Regions from separate parts of the Ovis aries genome. Here region 2 is linked to region 1. A link is a contact called in public Hi-C data. All regions are on one chromosome and are shown on one strand. The core of a region is the stretch at or near the end of the contact, and the rest is flanking DNA. Distances in the headings are between cores, read along the strand shown.

What was found. A called contact is a pair of places that touch in the nucleus more often than the background predicts.
Region 2: a contact with region 1 is called in a Hi-C map of liver, with 7 times the contacts expected there. The contact joins the promoter of YARS2 here to the promoter of LOC101104224 in region 1. A contact is called at or near these places in 4 of 16 Hi-C or Micro-C datasets (hypothalamus, liver, omental adipose tissue and 1 more).

The regions. Positions count from the first base shown.
Region 1 is chr3:181,736,756-181,741,374 of ARS-UI_Ramb_v3.0, forward strand. LOC101104224 (ALG10 alpha-1,2-glucosyltransferase) reads right to left here and starts at 1,423. Exons shown (of 3, transcript XM_004006737.5): 1 at 1,129-1,423. The coding sequence starts at 1,311.
Region 2 is chr3:182,640,971-182,645,085 of ARS-UI_Ramb_v3.0, forward strand. It overlaps YARS2 (tyrosyl-tRNA synthetase 2), which reads left to right and starts at 2,242. Exons shown (of 7, transcript XR_009599977.1): 1 at 2,242-3,046; 2 at 4,042-4,115.

The DNA of each region.
Region 1 (4,619 bases), core at 173-2,672:
ACATCAGGGCAAATCAGACACTTCCTCTAAAGAAGTCTTCCTTATTGTCTTTGGTATTTGCTTTCTGACTGTTAAAGTATCAGCAACCAGCAGTCAACAACTTAAACTCAGTTTCCAAGACATCCTCTTTGGAGGGCCTGTCTGTTGGTGATTGAATTGTAAACGCTACAGTTTTTAAAAGCCTGGAAATACCTGCTGGAACTCTGAAGGGTATGAAGAGAAAAATAAAGAGATTAAAGCACAGGGTCCATAATGACAACTACAATATACTGAGCCAATACTCTGTATTTAATCCTGTAACAAGCCCTATAATAGATACTGTGTACCATAATTTTCAGATGAGTAATCAGAAACTCAGAAAACTTCCAAGCCACATGAATAGTAAACATTAGCACCGAGTTTTAAAACCAGGTTTTTCTATAATTATAAACTATATTTAACCATACTCTACAATGCCTTCTCCCAAAGGATTTTTATATCCATATCTGCATATGCTGCTGCTGTTGTTTAGGCACTAAGTCCTGTCTATTTGTGACCCCACAGACAGTAAGTAGCCTGGCAGGCTACTCTGCCCATGGGATTTCTTCCCAGGCAAAAATACTAGCCTGGGTTGCCATTTACAAATACATATTCAAACACTTCACTGGTTGACAGTTTATCCAGTTTACAGAAAGCTGTTAAAAACACCAAGGGTGGAACTAACATATCTTGTCACTTCTTAGTGGCTGAAGATATCCCAGCCCTCTCCTATCCCACTCTCAAAATACACAGTGAGATGCTTGACAGGTGACCGAATGTGAAATTTTATTTCCTAGGAGCAATCCAACGCCTCTAATTCTGGAACTGGCAAAGAAAAACTAGGATAGCTTTCAATAGTTGCCAAAAAGAGGGGCAATAACTTAGCTCCCCATTAGTTAATCTCCCAGAGGATTTCTTGCTAGGAGACAAATCTGCCATTTATGCACTCATTTAGCAAATATTTTACAGATCTCAGAGGAACAAAAATTACCCAGTTCCTTTCCTGTTTGGAGTGAAGGGAGCTAAGGATAAAGACGGAGGAAATTAGCGCTGGGGCCAGATCTTCCCTTTCTAGCCAGTGTGAGCGTGCAGACAGGTTGGGGACCCCACCTGCGAGAGAGAGAAATGGCCCTCACAGTAGCGCTGCGCCTGCGGCAGGTGGAAGATCTCGTCCATGTAGGGCTCTCGCAGGGCCCGGCTGAAAGCAGAGAAAAGGAGGCAGGACACTAAAAAAGTACAGCTCAGGGCAGCCGAGAAATAGTAACCCTCTAGCTGAGCCATTCCTGCCCCCATAGCCAAGAACCTAGGCCCGGAAAATCTGTGCAGAAATCTCAAGTCCGCAAAGCCGAGTTTGACACTCGGGATCGAAATGGGCGCGCAAAGCGGGACTCGCCGGAGGGAATCTGAGCACAGCCGGAAGACAAAGGATGCCGGGAGAGCGCGGACGCGGAGCTTCCGGAAGGGTCGGGTTCACTGTTTCCTGAGTGACGAATTTAGGTAACGGACAGGGCTCTTACTCTGTCAATCACGTTGCACAGGGCGCACTGAGTGGTCAGAGCAACCGGAAGAGGCCGACCTCGGCGATCTGAGGGCCACTGACTTGAGCAGTTTGACGCTTTGAAATGAAAGTAGTTGCTTTTCCTGAAGATCTTTGCCGGCCTTTTTCCTGCTGTTTCCACCTCTTACCATCAGGAGGCGGTATTTCTCCATGTTTGCAATCCCCAAACTAAAAATGTGTGCATTTCCCCCGCCCTGGTTATTTTTCTTTTCTCTCAAGTGATCAGAATTACTAAAACGTTCAGGTCCAAGGCGTTTGATTTCGTCAACTTTGGAGGATGGGAGGAGGAGCTTTGGTTATGAAAGGAAAGATGGAGACGTTCACATTTAAAACTTGAAGGTCCAAAGAGATCCTTCACTATTCAGCGAATTTAGTACTAAGTAATTTTTCAAAATGTGAATACTCTGAACCAGGATTAATTTATATCAGCATTCACAGTGCATTCAGGCAAATTGTAGTACTCTATGGGAGTTGGGGAAACAGTGTTTTAGAAATTGGGGCGTTTTAGTTGAAAGGAAAGCGTCTCTGTGCCTGAAAGTTTGATGATTAGCATCTCTGCAGAAGCGTAATGTTTTCTTGCCAAATAACTAGGATGCGCATCTTAATGGGTGATATACTATGTACCATGTGTATTTGTAGTCCCTAGAATGCCTTTCACATATTAGGCACTTAACTTTGAAGACTGTTCTAGATTCCGATGACTTTACGCAATTTCAGTATTGTGGTTGGAGGCTGGAGGTGAAAGTATTTGAAGACGGCAATGGCACCCCACTCCAGTACTCTTGCCTGGAAAACCCCATGGACCGAGGAGTCTGGAAGGCTGAAGCCCATGGGGTCGCTGAGGGTCGGACACGACTGAGCGACTTCACTTTCACTTTTCACTTTCATCCATTGGAGAGGGAAATGGCAACCCACTCCAGTACTCTTGCCTGGAGAATCCCATGGACAGTGGAGTCCGGAAGGCTGAAGTCCATGGGGTCGCTGAGGGTCGGAAACGACTGAGCGATTTCACTTTCACTTTTCACTTTCATGCATTGGAGAAGGAAATGGCAACCCATCCCAGTGTTCTTGCCTGGAGAGTCCCAGGGACAGGGGAGCCTGGTGGGCTGCCGTTTATGGGGTCGCACAGAGTCCGACACGACTGAAGTGACTTAGCAGCAGGAGCTAAATTATATTTTTGCCTGACATAGCTCACAATGTTTTGTAGAAAAATTACCTCTTGGGTAACCTCAATTACTGTTGTTTTGGTGGGAATACATGAGAAATGAGTTAGGATTTGTTTAAAGTTGCAAACCTCAGGGTTTTCAGTTCAACTTTTTCTCTGGAGCAAAGCTAATTCACACGCTCCTATTTAAGCAACTTTCTCAAATTAAACTGACTGCCTCTCTATTCAGTCTCTGCCATTTCCTTATTAATAAGATGGGTATGAGGCGAATATGTGGTGGAATAAAAATATGTATAAACCACTGAAATAAAATCATGTCAGGATCCTACTTTGATATGATACTTAGTATTGTATTCCCTATTCTCTCCCGTTTTATTATTTAGTCCATGCTGTACTTAATCTGCTTGATATCATGTTATATCAGGTGATCTAGTCTTCAAGAAGTTGATGTGATCTACAGTAACTGACTCCAGAACCCATGACATTCTCAATCACCATATACATATTATAAGGGCACAAAAATAGTTTTTTCCTCTACTCTTGGTACTGAACTCAGGTCTGGCTGTTCGCAGCTCCAAAATCAATACGAGAGAGAGAGACAGACAGGATTGTTGCTGGAAAGGAAAGTTGTCCTCCGTCCCCAACCCCCTTCCCCCCCCAAAAAAAGTGTCCAAAGATTCTGCTTCATTATGAAAGTTTTTAGAAGTGTGAAATGGAGTATTTTCTGCCATATCAATAAACAAGATATTACAGCCATCAGCTATTCCAGCCCTACAAATGTGAAATTCTGAACACAGAGAATGCCCAGAAAGGAGAGTGCTGCAACCTAGCAGTTATCAGGCTGCCACCACTCTCTATGGTGACCGAGGGACTAAGGATGTGAAAAAATTGAGTTGCTGGATGCTGGTCCTAGATAGCTGAGATGTATATGAAAGTAATGATTTCAGTGAATGAAATACATACTCTTGCAACTTTCCATACATAGAAAAGCATTAAATTCCTTAACTTGAGCTCTCTGATTTTCCTTAATTAACAGTAATCTTTTGATGCTCAGACTACTTGCCCCTTGCTGCAAACTTCTATATAACTTGGCTCCTCCTCCTCACCTCGTGGGAACAGTTCTCTCAAGGTCGCTTGAGATGCTATCTCCCAAACTTGAAGTCCTAAAAATTTCTGCCAAATAAAACATGACTCTCAACTTCTAAGTTGTGACTATTTTTTAAGTCATCAGAGGGGAAAACAATGTAATCTCAGTTAATCCTTGAAATAGGGATTAGAGTCATCACCACTGAGTGCAGGCTTATATGCAGACTTGTCTATTTCTTGTGATTTTTCTTTAGATGCTATCTTGTTCACATAGCTTGTTCACTAGTTTACTCAAGGGAAAGCTAGGAAAGAGAGCTGCTGCTGCTGCTGCTAAGTCGCTTCAGTTGTGTCTGACTCTGTGCGACCCCATAGACGGCAGCCCACCAGGCTCCCCCGTCCCTGGGATTCTCCAGGCAAGAACACTGGTTGCCATTTCCTTCTCCAAGGGAAGAGAGCTAGTCATCTGTTAATCACATTCTTCATTTCTATTTCTTTGATCTATGGAAAGAACCAACATTTTAGACAAGGTATTGTGTGATCAAAATACTTGAAAGGTGTGCTATGACTAGAGATGAGTAGAGCATGAGGGTGCTTCATTTATGGGTAGTGTCAAGAAAAATGGGGCTTCACACAAAAAGCTCTTTTCTGCCAAAAACTGCTTATACTCTTCTATGTCCTCAACTAGGGCATCTGTAACAAAAGATAGACTGAAAAGAAAGAAGCATAAGATTTATTTAATGTAAGTTTCATGTGATATGGAAGCCTTCGTAAGGAAACGAGGACCTGAAGGAA
Region 2 (4,115 bases), core at 992-3,491, 910 kb after region 1:
CAAATAAACTTTTTTTAAAGAAATGTTTCTCTCTTCAAATGTTCATTTTCTTGAGGAAAATATTGCTGTGTCTTCATTTTAATTATCAAGATTCAATTTGGCCCTTGCTAATATTAAATAGAAACATTCAGTTTATGTGCTTTGGGGAAGAAAATTATGGGATCTGGGGTTATGTTACATAGCCTGATGAAACTCTATCAAAATTACTCTTTAAAATTTCTCATGAAACTCACTTCACTGAGAATTACATACATAAATAAACAAATTTTTAAAAATAAGATATCATTTTGTTAAATGACTTTATAATGTTAAGAACTGGAAAAGTTCCTCTAAGAACGGTTTGGAGCATGGCCACATGCCTGCATCAGGAGCAAGGCACTTCATCTCCCAGCTGCTGAGAGTATTGTTTGCTGATGGCTCATATCTGAGTCCTCTTCTGCATCTCACTCTCTGCCAAAGCTTTGCCCAGGGGCATCTCACCTTTAAGGAATGGTCAAAAACAGGGTACAAAAACACGCCCCCTTGCCTATATTCAGGTTGACATTGAGTGGAAACTCCAGATCCAGAGCTCCTATGGGGGTTGCCTGTGGCCTCCACTGCAATGTGTTCACAAATCAACTTCTCCCTCTGCTTCCATCTTTCCAGTACAGATGTTGTTCCCAGTAATTATGCACATCAATCTCCCATTGGAGTCTCTTTCCCAGGTAACTCGATTTAAGACAGTTGACATTGAAAGTCGTCCCAGAAATAAGATGCTAAAATGGAGTTTTGGAATTCCCCGTTGGCCCAGTGTTTAAGAGTCCATCTGACAGAGCAGGGGACACAGGTTCAAAACCACATGCCACAGAGCAGCTAAGGCCACACACCACAGACACTTTAGAGACCAAGTACTGCAACTACCGCACCCCCCTCCTGCAACTAATGAAGCCTGGCACGCTCTAGAGCTCTGCAACAAGAGAAGCTGCCAAAATGAGAAACTCTCACACCACAATGAAGTGTAGTGCCTACTTGCAGCAACTAGAGAAAGCCCCTGTGCTCTGTGTTCAGTTGCTTAGTCATGTCCCACTCTACAACCCCATGGACTTCAGCCCATCAGGCTCCTCTGTCCGTGGGATTTTCCAGGCAAGAAAGCTGGAGTGGGATGCCATTTCCTCTTCCAGGGAATCTTCCTGACCCAGGAGTCGAACTGGCATTTCCTGCATCGGCAGGCAGAGTCTTTACCACTAAGCCACCTGGGAACCCTCAGAGTAACACCATACACAGCAACAAAGACTCAATGCAGCCAAAAATAATAAATAAAATTTTAAGTGGCAGTTTTGGACTTGGGATCCCTGCCAGCCAGCTGCCAGTGAGAGGCCCATTCCTAGCCCAGAGAGGACTGATAGCACCTGGTTATTACTGTGGCAATGTGATTACTAATTTGAATTTCATATGGCTCAGTGGTAAAGAATCGGCCTGCAATGCAGCAAAAGTGGGTTCCATCCCTGGGTCTGGAGGATCCCCTGGAGGAGAAAATGGCAACCCATTCCAATCCCACGGACAGAGGACATTGGCGGGCTACAGTTCATGGGGGTTGTAACGAGTCTGACACGACTGAGCACTCAGATGCCAAAGCTGTGCCCCACTTGGTTACCTGTAATTGAAGTAAATGAATTAAACAGAGCCTTTTGCATTTAATTCATTAGATTATATATGGTTATAGCTTAGACAAGACTGCCACCTCCTGGAGAAGCTAATAAATACTGGTGACTGAGGCGTTCCCATCTATTTGGGAATCAGCATTAGGAAACTGCATCTCCAAGCCACCTCAGTATTTCTCCATGATGTTAAACCAATTCCTAACTTCTCACAACCTCTGTGAAAAAATTTTTCCATAGGGCCAAGAATTCAAAGAATTTGTGCATCACGACTTTTCTTAGGTGACAAGAATAAGTTTAAACAAAAAATAATATTTTAGAACTCTCAGGTCTTAATTCTTAATCCTCACATCAGCTCTCTGAAGTAGGAACTATTATAAACACATCCACGTTACCAAGGAGGAAAATAAGGTCTATGGAATTTACCGTTCCCGGACTTTCAGCCGAAACCCCACCCAGGAAGTCAGAACTCCAAGGCTGAGGATATCAGTAACTAAGTAACAGCTCCGCCTCAGTTGGGCATGCGCAGAAACACACTGACCAATTCTGTAGGAATTTCAAGAGGCGGGAACTGAGGGGTGTGGTGGGCCTCTAAGGTCCCAGCATTCCCTTCGTGCCGCCGCCAAGATGGCGGCGCCCATGTTGCGGTGCATTTACCGGAGTCCGTGGCTTGGTACCCAAGGCCTGTCAGGAGTCTTGCCCTTGGGGCTGCGTGAGGCCCACTCGGCCGCTCAGGGGTTGCTGGCGGTGCAGAAGGCTCGGGGTCTGTTCAAGGAATTCTTCCCCGAGAGGGGTACAAAGACAGAGCTCCCAGAGCTCTTCGACCGCGGCACGGGAGGGAAATTTCCCCAGACCATCTACTGCGGCTTCGACCCCACGGCCGACTCGCTTCATGTCGGGCATCTGCTGGCGCTTTTGGGCCTTTTTCATTTCCAGCGAGCGGGCCACAACGTGATCGCGCTGGTGGGAGGCGCCACGGCGCGCCTGGGAGACCCAAGCGGTCATACCAAGGAGCGCGAGGCGCTGGATGCGGAGCGCGTGCACAGCAACGCCCGTGCCCTGAGTCAAGGGCTAAAGGCCCTGGCGGCTAATCACCAGCAGCTCTTTGCAAATGGGCGGACCTGGGGCAGTTTCACCGTGCTGGACAATTCGGCGTGGTACCAGAAGCAGGACCTGGTGGACTTCCTAGCGGCAGTGGCTGGCCACTTCCGCATGGGAACGCTGCTGAGCAGGCTGAGTGTGCAGGCTCGGCTCAAGAGCTCCGAAGGCATGAGTTTGGCCGAGTTTTTATACCAGGTGCTCCAGGCCTATGATTTCTACTACCTGTTCCAGCATTATGGATGCCGGGTCCAGCTGGGTGGATCAGATCAGCTGGGCAATATCATGTCTGGATACGAGTTCATCCACAAGTAAGCGCCTGTAGGCCAGGAGAAATCTCAGGTCAAATAAGTTACACACAAATAGCCTGTAATGCGCTGTTAATATTGTGGAGTGACGTCGTTTGTTTCAGCCCTTTTATTTCCCCTGAGAGTCTAATGGGGTTAATTTTATATCACTGGCTAATGAGAACTAAAGTGCTGAATTAATGATATTAGGTATGGGATATATTCTAGAGCTCTGAAGGAAATAGACACCACTAGTCAGACACGACTGAGCAACTTCACTTTCACTTTCATGCATTGGAGAAGCAAATGGCAACCCACTCCAGTTTTCTTGCCTGGAGAATCCCAGGGACTGGTGGGCTGCCGTCTATGGGGTCACACAGAGTTGGACACGACTGAAGCGACTTAGCAGCAGCAGCAGCCAGGATTCAGATTGTATCTGTTTGCTACTTCTAAGAAGCCTTTTCTGTGTTTCTAATTTGAAAGACTGTTTATAACCTGACGGTGACTGGACCACCTTGAGTAGTTTCTGCTTTTGCTCTGCACCTTCCTTGAAGCTAAGTGTTAGTCATTGGTTGGCATTTCGAAAAAAATTTTTTCAACTCCAAATATTTGTGAATAATGTATCTTTAATGGCATTTTCTAGAGGGAGATGAAATACAGGGCTAGCTCATATGCTACTCATTTTAAAAATCCTCTAAAATACCTCTTTTAGTGTCTCTACCTGACCACACCTTTACCTAGTTTTCTCTCCTCTTTCCACCCAACCTTTAAAAATTTCTAGGCCCCAATTATGTGGCATTTCCCTTTGGCTTGCCCAGAGTCACTGGTTCAGTTGCAGTTCAGAATGACAAATGTCAAAATAGGGTGCTGTGAAAGCAGAAAGATGGACAAGAACCCTGGTTTAGAAGGTTAAGGAAGGTTTCTTGGAGCAAAAAACCACACTGAAATCTGAGAATGATTAGCAGAACCTGCCACCACTTGAGCTTGAAGCACATAATAAAGTTCTTCTTTATGCATAGGTTGACTGGAGAAGATGTGTTTGGAATCTCTGTTCCTCTAATTACAAGTACAACTGGAGCGAAACTGGGCAAGT